Linked DNA regions of Hordeum vulgare: region 2 is linked to region 1. A link is a contact called in public Hi-C data. All regions are on one chromosome and are shown on one strand. The core of a region is the stretch at or near the end of the contact, and the rest is flanking DNA. Distances in the headings are between cores, read along the strand shown.

Evidence for each region. Hi-C and Micro-C count contacts between places; a contact is called where the count stands out from the background.
Region 2: a contact with region 1 is called in a Hi-C map of seedling, with 3 times the contacts expected there. The contact joins the promoter of LOC123426286 here to the promoter of LOC123426285 in region 1. A contact is called at or near these places in 2 of 6 Hi-C or Micro-C datasets (leaf and seedling).

What each region holds. Positions count from the first base shown.
Region 1 is chr2H:358,094,668-358,101,350 of MorexV3_pseudomolecules_assembly, forward strand. It overlaps LOC123426285, which reads left to right and starts at 3,421. Exons shown (of 3, transcript XM_045110083.1): 1 at 3,421-3,619; 2 at 3,706-4,006; 3 at 4,545-5,246. The coding sequence starts at 3,530. The coding sequence ends at 4,807.
Region 2 is chr2H:358,529,422-358,536,104 of MorexV3_pseudomolecules_assembly, forward strand. It overlaps LOC123426286 (transcription factor PHYTOCHROME INTERACTING FACTOR-LIKE 13-like), which reads right to left and starts at 3,671. Exons shown (of 7, transcript XM_045110085.1): 1 at 3,447-3,671; 2 at 2,879-3,362; 3 at 2,722-2,787; 4 at 2,527-2,592; 5 at 2,116-2,412; 6 at 1,877-2,037; 7 at 1-644. The coding sequence starts at 3,493. The coding sequence ends at 1,909.

The sequences.
Region 1 (6,683 bases), core at 2,171-4,670:
GGCTGCATCGTAGAAAGGAGCATGTATGATTATCTACAAAATCTCAGTACAATTCATTAAATATAATTCAGACTCCGTACCTTTGGGCCCGGGGCTTGACCCTGGGGGTCCTTCGAGGAACCCTCTGAAAGGCCCTGGAGTCCTCATCAGAATCCGGGTTGTCGTCGGGCACGACGACCTTGCTTCTGCAGGGTCTCTTAGGTGCCTGGGGAGGCAAGCCCTCCTTGGCCTCCTTTGGCGCCGCCCTCTTTCTTGTTTGGAGGGAATCCTTTTCCTCTCTGTCCTCCGCCTCCTTTTCCTCATAGACACAGGAGGCGTGGGTGTCTCCGGACTTGGTATCCGGAGGACCCCTTGAGCGGATACCCCCACGGGTCTCCCTTTTCTTCTTCTCCTTTTTCTCTGGCATCGTGTATGGCGCCACCACCAGCATCATGGTTAGCAATTGCTACTTGGGGTCCTCAGACAGGGGGGCTGGCCGTTTATTTGCTTTTCTTTTTCTAGCCAGCCCTGTAGGGATGGTGGGGGAAATGATAAGATCCCTGATAAAGATTAAATGCTTTAAATAAAGAATAAAGGCTTGGTCATACCTCCAAGGGAGGGTGATCGATGTCCATGCCGACATCTTCCTCCTCGGTCGGCCATTTCTATTGAGGCTTGAACAACACCGTCCCAATTTCTCGAGGGTAGTGTGGTAGAACTGGCTCATAGAGCTTGGGTCGCCGAGCTTGTAGGACCACATTGGAGTGTCCCGATGCTGGCAGGGAAGGATGCAGTGGCGAAGCATGACTTGAACCATGTCGGCTAGCTCGATATTCACCTCCACCATCTGCTTGACGCACTTCTCTAGCACCTTCACCTCCGAGAACGGTCCCAAGTCGAGACCCCTTTTCACCCACGAGGCTAGCCTCTCGGGGGGGGGGGGGGTCCGGATCTAAACTCGACAGGTGCCGACTTGCTTGGTTCCCGAGGCTCAGTGATGTAAAACCACTCCTTTTGCAAGGACTTGATGGCGTCGATGAAAGTGCCCTCCGGCCATTCGCCTCGGGGGAGTTTGCTAATCACGGCCCCGCCACAATCGGTGTGTTGGCCACTGACTGACTTTGGCTTGATATTGAAAGTCTTGAGCCATAAGCCGAAGTGTGGATGAACCCATAGGAAGGCCTCACAGAGGGTGATGAATGAGGAGATGATCATGAAAAATCTAACCCGTAGTAGAACATCAGGCCCCTGACGAAGGGGTGGAGTGGGAAGCCTAGTCCCCGAACGAAGTGGGGGGCGAACACCACTCTTTCGCCTGGCCTTGGAGTGGGCACCACGTGGCCTTTCTCTCGCGCATGATGAGAAATATCCAGTGAAAGATAGCCGGTGTCCTTTAGCTACCGGATGTCCTAGTCGGAGACGCATGAGACCTCACATTTGCCATGAAAATCTGAGCCGACCATGGCTGGGTTTGGGGCAGGACGGCTGGGAGAGGACGGAAAGCAAAATGGATCTGGGCGCTTGGAAGCTAGAATGGGAGGGGCTCGAGTCTGGAATGCCTCTGGTGGCTCTATGGATCTTTTCCCTTTAGGGGGGGCGCTAGGCCAAGGGTTCTCGTTTATTGCGCCGCAGGCCCGACCACTTCCCAAAATGAACGTGGCGGTGAATGCGTGTGGGATCACCCATACAATTACCCATATCCCCTTAAACACGGGGCACGATCTCCACGTTGACAAGACGTGCCCGTGAGAAAGCGGCCTCAAACCGCGAGTCGAGTTTTTTGTCATAATTGGCTATCGCAACCTTTCGTCAGAAAGGCCGTCCGATGAGGAACTGTTCACACTTGGGCCTTTTGGCCTTCTAATTAACTAGTGCATGTTTTAAAGGCATAACATCACCAAATGACCAAGTTTAAATCAACTGAATATGAGGGGAACTCGCTTCGCAAGCCGATTACTTTGGATACAAGGAGCTGCCGAAGACCATATACATCAGCGTTGGACGCTAGTTCAAGGGCTACTGAGGGAGTCCGGGATTAAGGGGTCCTCGAATGGTCGGAACGTTTCTCTTAGGCCGACCTAGCGGGCCGCATTATTGAAGATCGGACTGCATGACAACCTCGTGGACAAGTAGGAAGGCTCCAAAGATTGGCATGTCGTCCAAGTTGAGTAGGTTAGATCGGCACATCTCCCCTGGCTGAGGTTGGTTGTATGTAACCCTAGGGACCCCTAGTATCTATATAAACCAGAGGGTTTCCTCCGCATAGGCAAGTTGATTCATCTAGGGTTTTAGCTCATACGATCTCGAGGTAGATCAACTCTGTAATCCTCATACACCATCAATATAATCAAGCAGGACGTAGAGTTTTGCCTCCTCAAGAGGGCCCAAACCTGGGTAAATATTGTCTCCTTCGTCTCCTGCAACCCATCGATCCAAGGTCCTCAGTTCGGGACCCCTACCCGAGATCCGCTGGTTTTGACACCGACAACGATCTATAAACTCGATGGTTTTATGCAACTCTGAAGCTGCTTTGCCGTGCCTAGGACCAAGCTGCCATTGACATGATCACTGCTGGCTTCAGGTCATTGTCGCTGCATCTCCTTCCGCGCTCCCACCTCCCCCACTGGACCCGGATTAGCTCTACGGAGCCCTGTCGCGGATTGTTTAACTTTCTTATTTCTTTGGGCTTGTTAAGTTGTGCCCTCAGCAGAACCTACTTGTGGACTCTTGCGTGTGTGTTGATGCTGCGCGTATGTGGGTGCTTGGCTGCTACCCTTGTATCGAACTTATCTTGCTTGTGAGGGTTGCTTTTTCTATAAAAAGGAGCGAAAGACTTTTTCAATAAAATGAGGGCTGCTGTTGAAGACGCTTTTAGTGTGCCTTTTTTATGGATTTTTTACGGGACCTTTTTCTATGATTGATACATCACGTGCTCCCGAGACATGCGGCAATGCCACCTGCCCAACTATTTTGTTAGTTCGGTGGTAAACATTTTTTGGGGTGGGGTGCTGAGTCAAAAATGATTTCAACATGTTTAATGTATATTTGATTTTGGGGCATGTCTATTTCTTTTAGATAATGTGATAAGTTTGTATTGATGGTTTTTCCTTTTCTTTTGGGGAATCATTTGATGGGGTTTAGGAGACAGATTTCTTTTGTATTTTTTCTTAGATAGATGTCTTTTGTATTATTTTTTGAGACAGATGTCTTTTGTATTTCTTAGGCTGTGCTACCTCGTCTGTACACTGTAGGGGTAGCCCGGCCCAAACAGAGTCAGAACAGTGATGCAATGTTCGGCCCAGATAGATTGAGAACAGTGATGCAATGCTCGGCCCAAACAGACTTAGAACAGTGATGCAATTCTGGGCCTAAACTCGAATACGAAAGGGATGGGTTGAATCTTGGATATTTTTGTACTGAACCAATCTTGGATATTAAGATCAGGTCTTGGATAAGACGAGTTGGAATTGTGAAGTGGCTCAAGGCTTGAGGCATCCGGCATTTGAGACCAAACCAGAGTATTCTTTCTCCATAGCAGCCGACGCTGCTCATGCCCGAGCCCCACCAAATCCACCAACCCCCGCCCCCAACCGATCCAAACCCTGTTGCCTCCACGGCTGCAAATGCCCGGCGCAATCCGGTACCATTTCTTGCCATTCTCCGTGCGGAAGGAACGAGACAAGTTCTTCCTCTGATTTCTTGCTTGTCTTCTTCCTTGTTGTTGAGGCCCCGTTGCCGCTGCCGTTGCCGGAGATTGCGGTGCCGCCGGTGCAGCCGAAGATGATCATAAAGGGGATGCTGGGCCGGTACGAGCGGTGGAACCCTGTGCACCCGACGGCGGGCGCCTTCTGGGGCGTCGGGCTGGGGTTCGGCTGCGGCGTCGGGTGGGGCCCGGGGTTTGGACCCGAGGTCATCGGCTACGTCGGCGCCGGATGCGGCGTCGGATTCAGCGTCGGCATCACGCTCGCCGGTGTCGGCGTCGGGCTGCCACAGCACGGCATCATCAAGAACCACTACCACGGCGGCGGTATGCTCTTCTGCTCGCACAACAAGTGTCCTATTCTCATTCTTAGATGGTTGGGGAACAGAAAAGCTTCACATGGAGTTGTCTTATCAAGCACTCAAACTATCTTGTGGTGTTTGGTTTCTTAAAAACTGAATTTCAACTGGTGCAGTGATGAACTAATGTACTCCCTCCGTTCCTAAATATAAGACCTTTTAGAGATTGCACTGTGTACTACATACGAATGTACATAGACATATTTTAGACTATAGATTCACTCATTTTGCTCCGTATGTAGTCTTCTAGTGAAATCTCTAAAAGGTCTTATATTTTGGAACGGAGGGAGTAGAACATAACCAACCGCTCCTTGGTGTTGAGAAGTGTTGGATATACTTTTCTTTTCCTGAGAAATGGATATACTTTAATGATGCCTTTATCCGTGTTGGTGTATGGGATTGTATCCGACTTGAATGCTTGTCTGCCACAGGCTTATGCACCCAGTTGCTACTCTTTAACACTAGAATATGACACTTTGAACAACATGCTTGTTTCCGATTTGTAGGTTTTGCAAACAATGTCCCATTCGAATCAGCAAGGTTTTATACCTTGACCTTGCTAAGAGGTATGCTATGGGATGCCATCAATTATGTGAGCAACGCCGCAGCTATGAGGAAAGAATCTCGGCAGAAGCTTTTAAGATGTCAGGAGAAACCTCAAGTTTCAGGAGGAGTTGATCTGCCCAAGCTGGGGAAAGGCATGTCCAGCAGCTTCCGATCGACGATGGAGTGTATCAAGGCCTTCACAAACCAGAATTGGCCTCCATAGCAGCCCCTAAGTAAATTGAAGATTGCAACCGAGCTTTGTGTGCAAACTACCCACCTGGGATCATAGCCTGGATAGTAGTACCCCTTTCCGGGTGGCAATGGGGTATCGGATGCAGGTGGCTCGTATCTCGTCCACGACAGGGTTAACGTCCCTTCTAAAGGAAAAAAAAATAAGAACCTGTACTTTGTGAGTAAGAACCCCCATGGCACACATAGATACATTATACATATTTCTTCGGAATTAGTTTTTGGCATGAGCAAGTTTAATTTTTTACAGTTATAAGGGAAACAACTCCAGCTGAAGAACATGTTAGCTTGTAATCTTGCTAGTGATTTTTGTTGAATAATCACCCAGTCGATGTGTAACTATAACAATATGCTGTTCATCCAAGCTCGTTGCAAAATCTTGTATTGTGAAATGAAACTCCATTCAATTTGTACTTGGCTCAGACCTCAGAGCCGCAGTGCTAGACTTAATTTCAAGATCTCTTGTCTGTGGTGCCACTCGTCGTATTTTCATTACGTAAACATTACCACTCATTGTATTTGCCGCTCCTTTCGAAGAGTGTTGATGGTAGTGTAAATGGCAGAAAATTTCGATGATCGTATCCGTGTACCGTTTGATCTTACACCTTGCGTTTTCTTCCTGAGTTTGGAGGCTTGGGCAATGAGGCACGTTTTGCTCATAGCCGGACCTTGTGATACTTCACCCACCAGGGGCCTGTTTAGTAGTTACATTGATTTTTGGCTACTTGCATTTGTGGCCAATTTGGGACCGGCTGAGCTAATGCAGGGCAAAAATCATGTGGTGCACATCGTTTGGTACTTTGCATTGCACCACTAAGCACTTGCATGCCTCACATTTGGTTGCCATGCAGTTTGGGTTGGTACTTTGCATTGCACCACTAAGCACTTGCATGCCTCACATTTGGTTGCCATGCAGTTCGGGTTTAAGGCTGTGAATGTGCAAAACATGACATTTGGTGTGATGTTTGGTACTTTGCATTGCACCACTAAGCACTTGCATGCCTCACATTTGGTTGCCACGCAGTTCGGGTTTAAGGCTATGAATGTGCAAAACATGACATTTGATGTGATGTTTGGTACTTTGCATGGCACCACTGGTCACTTGCATGCCTCACATTTGGTTGCCATGCAGTTCGGGTCGGGTTTAAGGCTGTGAATGTGCAAAGCATGACATTTGGTGTGATGTTTGGTACTCCTACTTTGCATTGCACCACTCAGCACTTGCATGCCTCACATTTGGTTGCCATGCAGTTCGGGTTTAAGGCTGTGAACGTGCAAAACATGACATTTGGTGTGATGTTCCATACTGCAGTGCGTAGTGTTGTGTATAGTGAGAAGAGTGACACATTTAAGACTGTGAATGTGCAAAACATGACATTTGGTGTGATCTTCGATACTGTAGTGTGTAGTAAGGACACCAATAGTGTTGTGTGTAGTGAGAAGAGGCGAGCACATCATATGCATTAGGAAATAGAATGTTTGCATCAGGAGCCGACCCTTCCCAGCGAGCCACCACACAGCTAAACTTTAGATCAAAGTCAACAGCAACCATCACATTTTGACTTGTGTAGTGCTTTCTACACTTGTATGTTGCAGCAGGTGCCGTAGGTAGTGTTGGGGTTAAAGTTAATGATGACATAGGTCATTATTTTTAAACACATAAGGGATTGAGACAGAGAGATTCCATGTCTCTAGTGTTGTTCAACATAGTAGCGGATATGTTGGCAGTATTTATTGGCCGGGTTAAAGAGAATAGTCAAGTAGGAGGACTTGGCCCACACCTTGTAGAGGGGGGAGTGTCCATACTACAATACGCGGATGACACAATCAAATTCATGGAAAACGATGTC
Region 2 (6,683 bases), core at 2,421-4,920, 440 kb after region 1:
TAACAGGACATCACCACATGCGGTACAATCTTTCCAGGGTTAAGGGTAAGGCGATAATCTCGCGATCCTGATGGCCGAATGAGAATGATCTTCATGTACCACTTGTCTGAATTTCTGAAAGGCATATGCAAACCTGATCTACAATTGTGTCCGAAAAGCACAAGTTTCTTCTGCCTACCCTTGTTTCAGCCGTCCATTCGAATATCGATAGCTCGACCGCGGGTCAACAGGACAGTCCCATTAGGACTCACCAGTGGAGTGGAGTTACATCGGTGGAAAGACGAGCAGAAGTGCACAAGTTGTGTCATTGTGCAGATCCTGGCTCCAACAATGTCATCTCCAGATCTGCAGCATATCGGCACAATCATCTTTTGTTGTCCCTGTCAAAGCCCCAAGTTCATCTCCCATGGACCAAATCCTTCCATAAATAGAAAGGTGGTGCTCAAGACTATTCTTCGGATAAGAATAGTATCTGCTATCCGCAATTCCGCATGATCTCGGGCCCATACGTGTTGGTTGCTTAGTGGTGCCACCAAGGCTCAATGTTGCATGATCTGCCCCTGGCCTTACAGCACAGAGTGTCTTGGTACCATATCTCTTCTCTTCTATGACTAGTTTGCTCTGACCTCCTGTATCCAACCCCCCTGGTTGGTCATTACACAAAAATTTCAGCAACATGTCAAAGATGATAAGTTAAAGAAAGTGTTAAACTTAGCATCGTAATCAGTATTTTATTGCTTCCTGGGAATACCTGCGAGTTATATATGCCAGGTGATATTCTGGCCGTTCGTTAGGGATGTGAAGGACATGTCTGAGTTTCCTTGGCATCTTATATTATCATATAGATAGATGGCCAATCTAAAAAATAAAGTATAGAGCTTGATTAGTATACAAGGCCATAGACGCCCTGGGTTATGCGAACTAGTATTCCCTCCGTTCCAAATTAATTGAAGTTCTAGGGTTGTCCTATGGAAAAATCTGCTAAGATCTACAAAATCAAATAAAATATATTTTATATAGATTATACTGATACTAATTTGGCGTTGATTTATTTGTTCTATAAACTTGGTAAAACTTAAAGACGTTTTTACTTAGGACAAACATAGAACTTCAACTAATTTGAAACAGGAGTATATCATAAGCCTCCACATGAAGATATACTAAACCAAAGAACTTGATTAGTATATAAGGTTCTATTGGTCCTGGGTTATCTGAAACTAGTACCGTATATCATTAGCCTCTACATCGGCCCAATGATCCTGTCTCAATGACGATAATTCTGGGCAATAACACTATGCATAAATTGCTTGTTGGGATAGCATCAAGGATCTGATCTGGCTATTACTAGTAGTATTTTCACTCGTTGCTGATCTCATGCAAGTAATTGTTGCATTCCTTGTCCTGTCTGCATCAAGAGAGCGATGCTCAACCCAATTGCTTGTGAGCTAGTGGGGCTTGTTTTTCTAATCTGACAAAAAAGTCTATTGAATGTAGCAGCGAAAGAGTGAAACGGATGCACAACCGCCACGATCAGAGTTAATCTACTGATTGGACAGGACCCGGAAGGTGCCAAAGGGGAACAAAATATCAAGAACCGATCCATCCGGCGACCGCAATTTGGTAGCTTCCACACTAAGTGGCTACGCTTAAGCGCAGGAAATAATGATAGCATGTACTCCCTCCGTCCCAAAATCAAATTTGAACTAAAAGCACGACGTTTGTTTTGCAGGAAATTGGAGTTTCAGTTTACTGATAGCAAACTTTGTATTGCTGGGAGATTCATCTACTGATATATACATGTCTATTGAAGTTTTAGTTCATCGGTAACAAAATTTATTACGTGAAAATAAGATAAGAAAAATAACTTTACACTGACCAGTAAATCATCTTGCTTGAAACTGCCTGGCCTTATTTTCCCGTTCCGTCAGCAAAAGATGGCGGGCAGGGTCCTGAAGCTGGCATGTCTATGCTAGGCAGTAACTGATGATTCTGGTTTTGTTGTGCCTTTTGAGATGCATAGGGCAACATACCCGGAAGCTGTGAGGAATCGACAGCGTAAGCTAACAGGAGTAAAAGTCTGATAGATCAGGAGGAGATCAACTGTGTCGTAATAACCTGAGATGCCGCTGTTAGCGTGTCGTCTGGATGCAGGAAAGGGTTTCTTGGCTCACCACAGACACCATTGTTTTGCATCTGGTTTGCCACATCGAGGGAATCGATAGCTGGAGATTGGACCTGAGGCATTTGATCGGGGAGATGATTGTTCATAAACGGTGCTACCCTTTTTTGCAGCTGGCTAAGGCTCTGCGCCGTGGGAATGCACGCTGAGTTCAAGCCCACGGCCATCGGCGACATGAGTTGGTGAGCACCAGGGTACATCATGGGCGTCATCCCAGTAGTCATCCACATGATCTGAACCCAAACCAACACTGTCAGTCGAGTACCGTGTTTGACTGAGGAAGAACCACCGTCTTTTTACATACGAAGAGAAATTAGAAATTCAGGGTGTGATTTTGAATTTTGAACCTGAACTTGCAGTTGCAGAGACTTCAAGTACTCGATTGCTTCGTCTAGAATGGACGCCTTGTCGCTCTGCAATTATTTTTCATCTAGGGTCAATCATCCACACCAAAGTACAAACGTAACAATGATTCAAGAACACAATTACTAATGCGGAATCTTCTCGAAGAAGAAGAAGTATGCATACAGTTTCTTTGGTACCTTGTTGCAATGGGGTACGAGTTCTTGCAATGCTTTCATCTTTTCGTTGATCCGATCCCTTCTTCTCTGCAAGACAGAAATATTACAACAGATCAGCAACACTCGTTTGCAACAGATCAACACTGGAATGGAATGGGTGGGTCGTCAGGGCTTTTACCCGCTCTGATTGGTTATGGACCTCGGCAGCACGAGTCCTGCGCTTCGCTGCCGGCCGCTGCGGCCGGGTCTCATTGACGGCCTCACAGTCGTCGGTATCCAGTTCGTCCTCTCGGCGGCTATCCAGTTGGTCCCTCCCCCTCTTGAACAGTAGCGCTTGGCCTCCCGCTGCGGACGAGCCCGGCGATGGCAGCAGCGCCGGCGCCGTCACCGCGTTGCTCCCGCAGAAGCTCGTCCCGGCGCCGCCGCTCCCCGCCACGAGCGCGCCCGCATCCCCGTCGGCGACGCCGTGCCAGAGGTGCGAGTACAGGTCCCTGCCGCCGCCGCCGTCCGGGATCAACCACGCGGTCGCGTCCTCCGCGGTGACGCCGCTCGCCGCGCCGCTCTGGGAACACCGGCGGTGCGGCGTCTGCGCCTGCGCCTGCGCTACGATGGCTCCGTTCTGCCACAGCAGCTCCACGAGGTCGCCGCCCGCCTCCCGCAGTCTGCGCCACGAGAAGGCTCTCACAAGGAACAAGAAGCACAGACACAAGAAACGAATCAATTGGTGAGAGAAGCTCGTAAATTACGGGAGGTGCCTCTTGTGGTTGGGCGGCGGTGTTGCGCCGTCGTCCATGATCCTGGAACCGATCGAGCTGACGGGCCTCTCCACTTGAGCAGAAACCGGCGGAGAGCGAAGCTGTGTGCCAGAGCTGTGGACTGTCTAGCTGGGTTCGATTTTCTCGGGAATAATAAAAGGACGAGAGAAGAGAAGAGGAGAGAAGAGTTGTGCGGCATTCGTATGGAGGGGGAGGATCCGTTGACATCGCTGTCCGCCCTGTGAGTGAGTGTGACTGTGAATCGGCGGCAGGGGCAGCCACCAAGAAAAATACTTGCTCCCTGACTGTGCGGAGATTGAACATGAAAATCCAAATTCAGTAAGTAGAAAAATACTGAAATAGTAGTAACGTAGAGTTTTTTTTAGAAAAAGTAACACCTGCGAAAATGTACCCGATTATCTTGCGTGGTGTTTCGTGGCTATACGTGGAACAACCCATGCTCAACGTGTGGTATTCCTCTTTCAATAAAAAATGCTTTTATATTAGGGAAACGTTTTCCACGAGCGCCGGCCGAACATTTGGCCGGACGCACGCGATCCATACGATCTTCTCTCATCCTGGCAGAACGATTCTCCCGTGTGGTGGGGCGCAGGACCGAGGGGGGCCACCATCTGCGCGTCCCTGTGCTGCTGTCGACGACATCGCCGATCCCTACCCCCCCTCGATCGCCCGCATCGCCAGTTCCTGCCCCCGTCGGCCGCCTGCATCGTCAGATCTAGCCTCCGCCTATCGTCCTCGTCGCGTGCCGTCATAGTCGGGCCGCGCGTATTCAAGTGTTGCAAACGTCGCCTAAAATTGCTTCAATGGCTATTTGAAAAAGCTTCAAACCGACATGAAAAAGCTTCAACCAGGCATATAAAAAAGCTGCAAGCGGTCATTGCCATGGCGAAAATCCTACAAGCGTTGACATAAAATGCTACGACCGTTGACATAAAATGCTACAACCGTTGATGAAAAAAGTTGCAACCAGACATATAAAAAGCTGCTAGCGGTCATTGCCATGGCAGAATGCTACAAACCTTTGACATAAAATGCTATAACCGTTGATGAAAAAAGCTGCAACGGGCGGCCGGTAAGGTGCTCGCGTTTGTTGGCTCTGCAAGGACGGCGACCGGCGACGAGGACGTCCGGCGAGAGGGGGCGACGGGAAAAGGACCCCTCGACCGTCGGGAGGCAGGGGGAGACGGGAGTGGTGGGGAGCGCCGCTGCGCGTTGGACGAGGATGGCCGGTGAGGCGCTCGCATTCGTGGCTCGAGGTTGAGGACGAGAGAGGAGATCTGACGGTCAAGGGATCCCCAATCTGACGGCTGCACTGCGACCGGCGCGAGCGTTCGGGCCGGTGCGTCGGCGCCCAGTACTGCCCTTTATATTAACTTAAAAAATAGTATTCCAGTTTCTAAATATAACTCATTTTAAATTTTTAATGTAAACTACATATGAATGTATATGAATATATTTTAGAATGTAGATTTAGTCATTTTACTTTGTATGTAGTTTTAAAAAGCTTATATTTAGGAACGGAGAAAATATTATCAAGCGGCTACAATCATGATATGGACAACACCCTACTTGTGCAACACCCTACTTGTGCATATCTACCATGCACACAGCCAAAACATGAACTAACTAACAAAATGAAAATAGAAAACTCACATATCGACAACGGTAAAGTCCTGCTGACGCTATGTCCATGTCGAGAGAGGAGTCGATGTAGAGTGACAATAACCATGTGCGGAGGTCGCAAGAGGAGTCATAAAAGATCAACCACCACGACCGTTTGTAGAAGTTGGTGTAGAGCGACCAGATGCAGTCTCATGGTCCACATCTTGAGGGAAGGGGAGGGGAGGTGTTGGGGAACGTTGCATGAGAAACAAAAAAAATCATACACACACGCAATACGTATCCATGGTGTTGATCATCTACGAGAGGGGAGAGTGAATCTACATACCCTTGTAGATCGCTAAGCGGAAGCGTATATAACGTGGTTGATGTAGTTGATAGAGGCGAAGTTGTCTGTGTCTTTCGATGAGATCGTGGGTATCGTTTTGGGTAGAGTCGACTTTGACGATCTCACTACGAACGTGTGAGAACGTCGCGTCTTAGCAATCGCTAAACCAACTTCGAGAGGTTATTGACCACGCCGGAGCACGATCAACCTGACCACGAAGGTCTGTTTCCTGCACGCAAACGAAGAACAAGCAAGAAACTAAGATGCAATCAAGATATTGTGAATATAAGAGGAAAGCTTTATTGATGAAGGTGGGGTTCTGTGACGCCTTTGTCTGGTCGTAGAACACAAACGAAGAACGTGAAGTTGCAGCTATGGTGAACTTGTAATCTAAACAAAACCCAAGTCTAAACGGTGCCCTAAGGGTTGTATATTAAGGACAGTAAAACCGCACCACATTCCAGCTCTCTCACGCATTCATGTTCTTGACCGTCAGATTTCGTTGATAGACTGTTGCTGGTCGTCCGATGCGCCTTCCCTCGTGTGTGGGCTGCTCTTGGGCCGACTGTCCTATGGGCAGCTACTCCCGAAACTAAATCGAGGCCCTCTCGTTCACCTGTACCCTGCAACGTCCGATCCATGATGAACGACCATCCAGTATTTTCTCCCATTCCCTATCCGACCGCTCCTCTCTCTCGTTCCCCAATCTCTCCTCTCTCGCACTACGTACGTTGCGCCGCCACCGTTGTTGGATCGCCGCCTTCTTCTACGCCTACCCTCTACTGCCATCCTTCCCCTCTCTTCCCTAAAGGCGCAGCAGGGAGCATCTTTTTCTTGAGCCGGCGACAAGCTCCATCCCAGATCGGTGGCGCACTACACCTTTGAAGCATGTGTCCGATTTTTCAAGACATATCTGGAGTCCTTGGGAGCGCCGTCGCCAGATCCACTACACCGAGCGCCCAGCCGGAGGTACGTGCAGACAACGGATCGGTTTCAATTGGGGCCTCTCGGTTGGGAAGGGGTCAGGGCATGCATCCCTTCGAGGGGCTCGAATGGGTGTAAGACAGGTTCGTTCATGTGCAATCACCAATTTATTCTACATATGATTTCTTTATTTACAGATCATATGTAGATGTCTATAGAAGGTGATCAGTATATTAGAGGCTTCAAGAATTCTGAATCGGAAGTTGTCAAACTTGAGTACCCGAATTTCGTTGATCCAGATGAGAGTCATGTAAGTTGTATTTAGTTCATGTGAT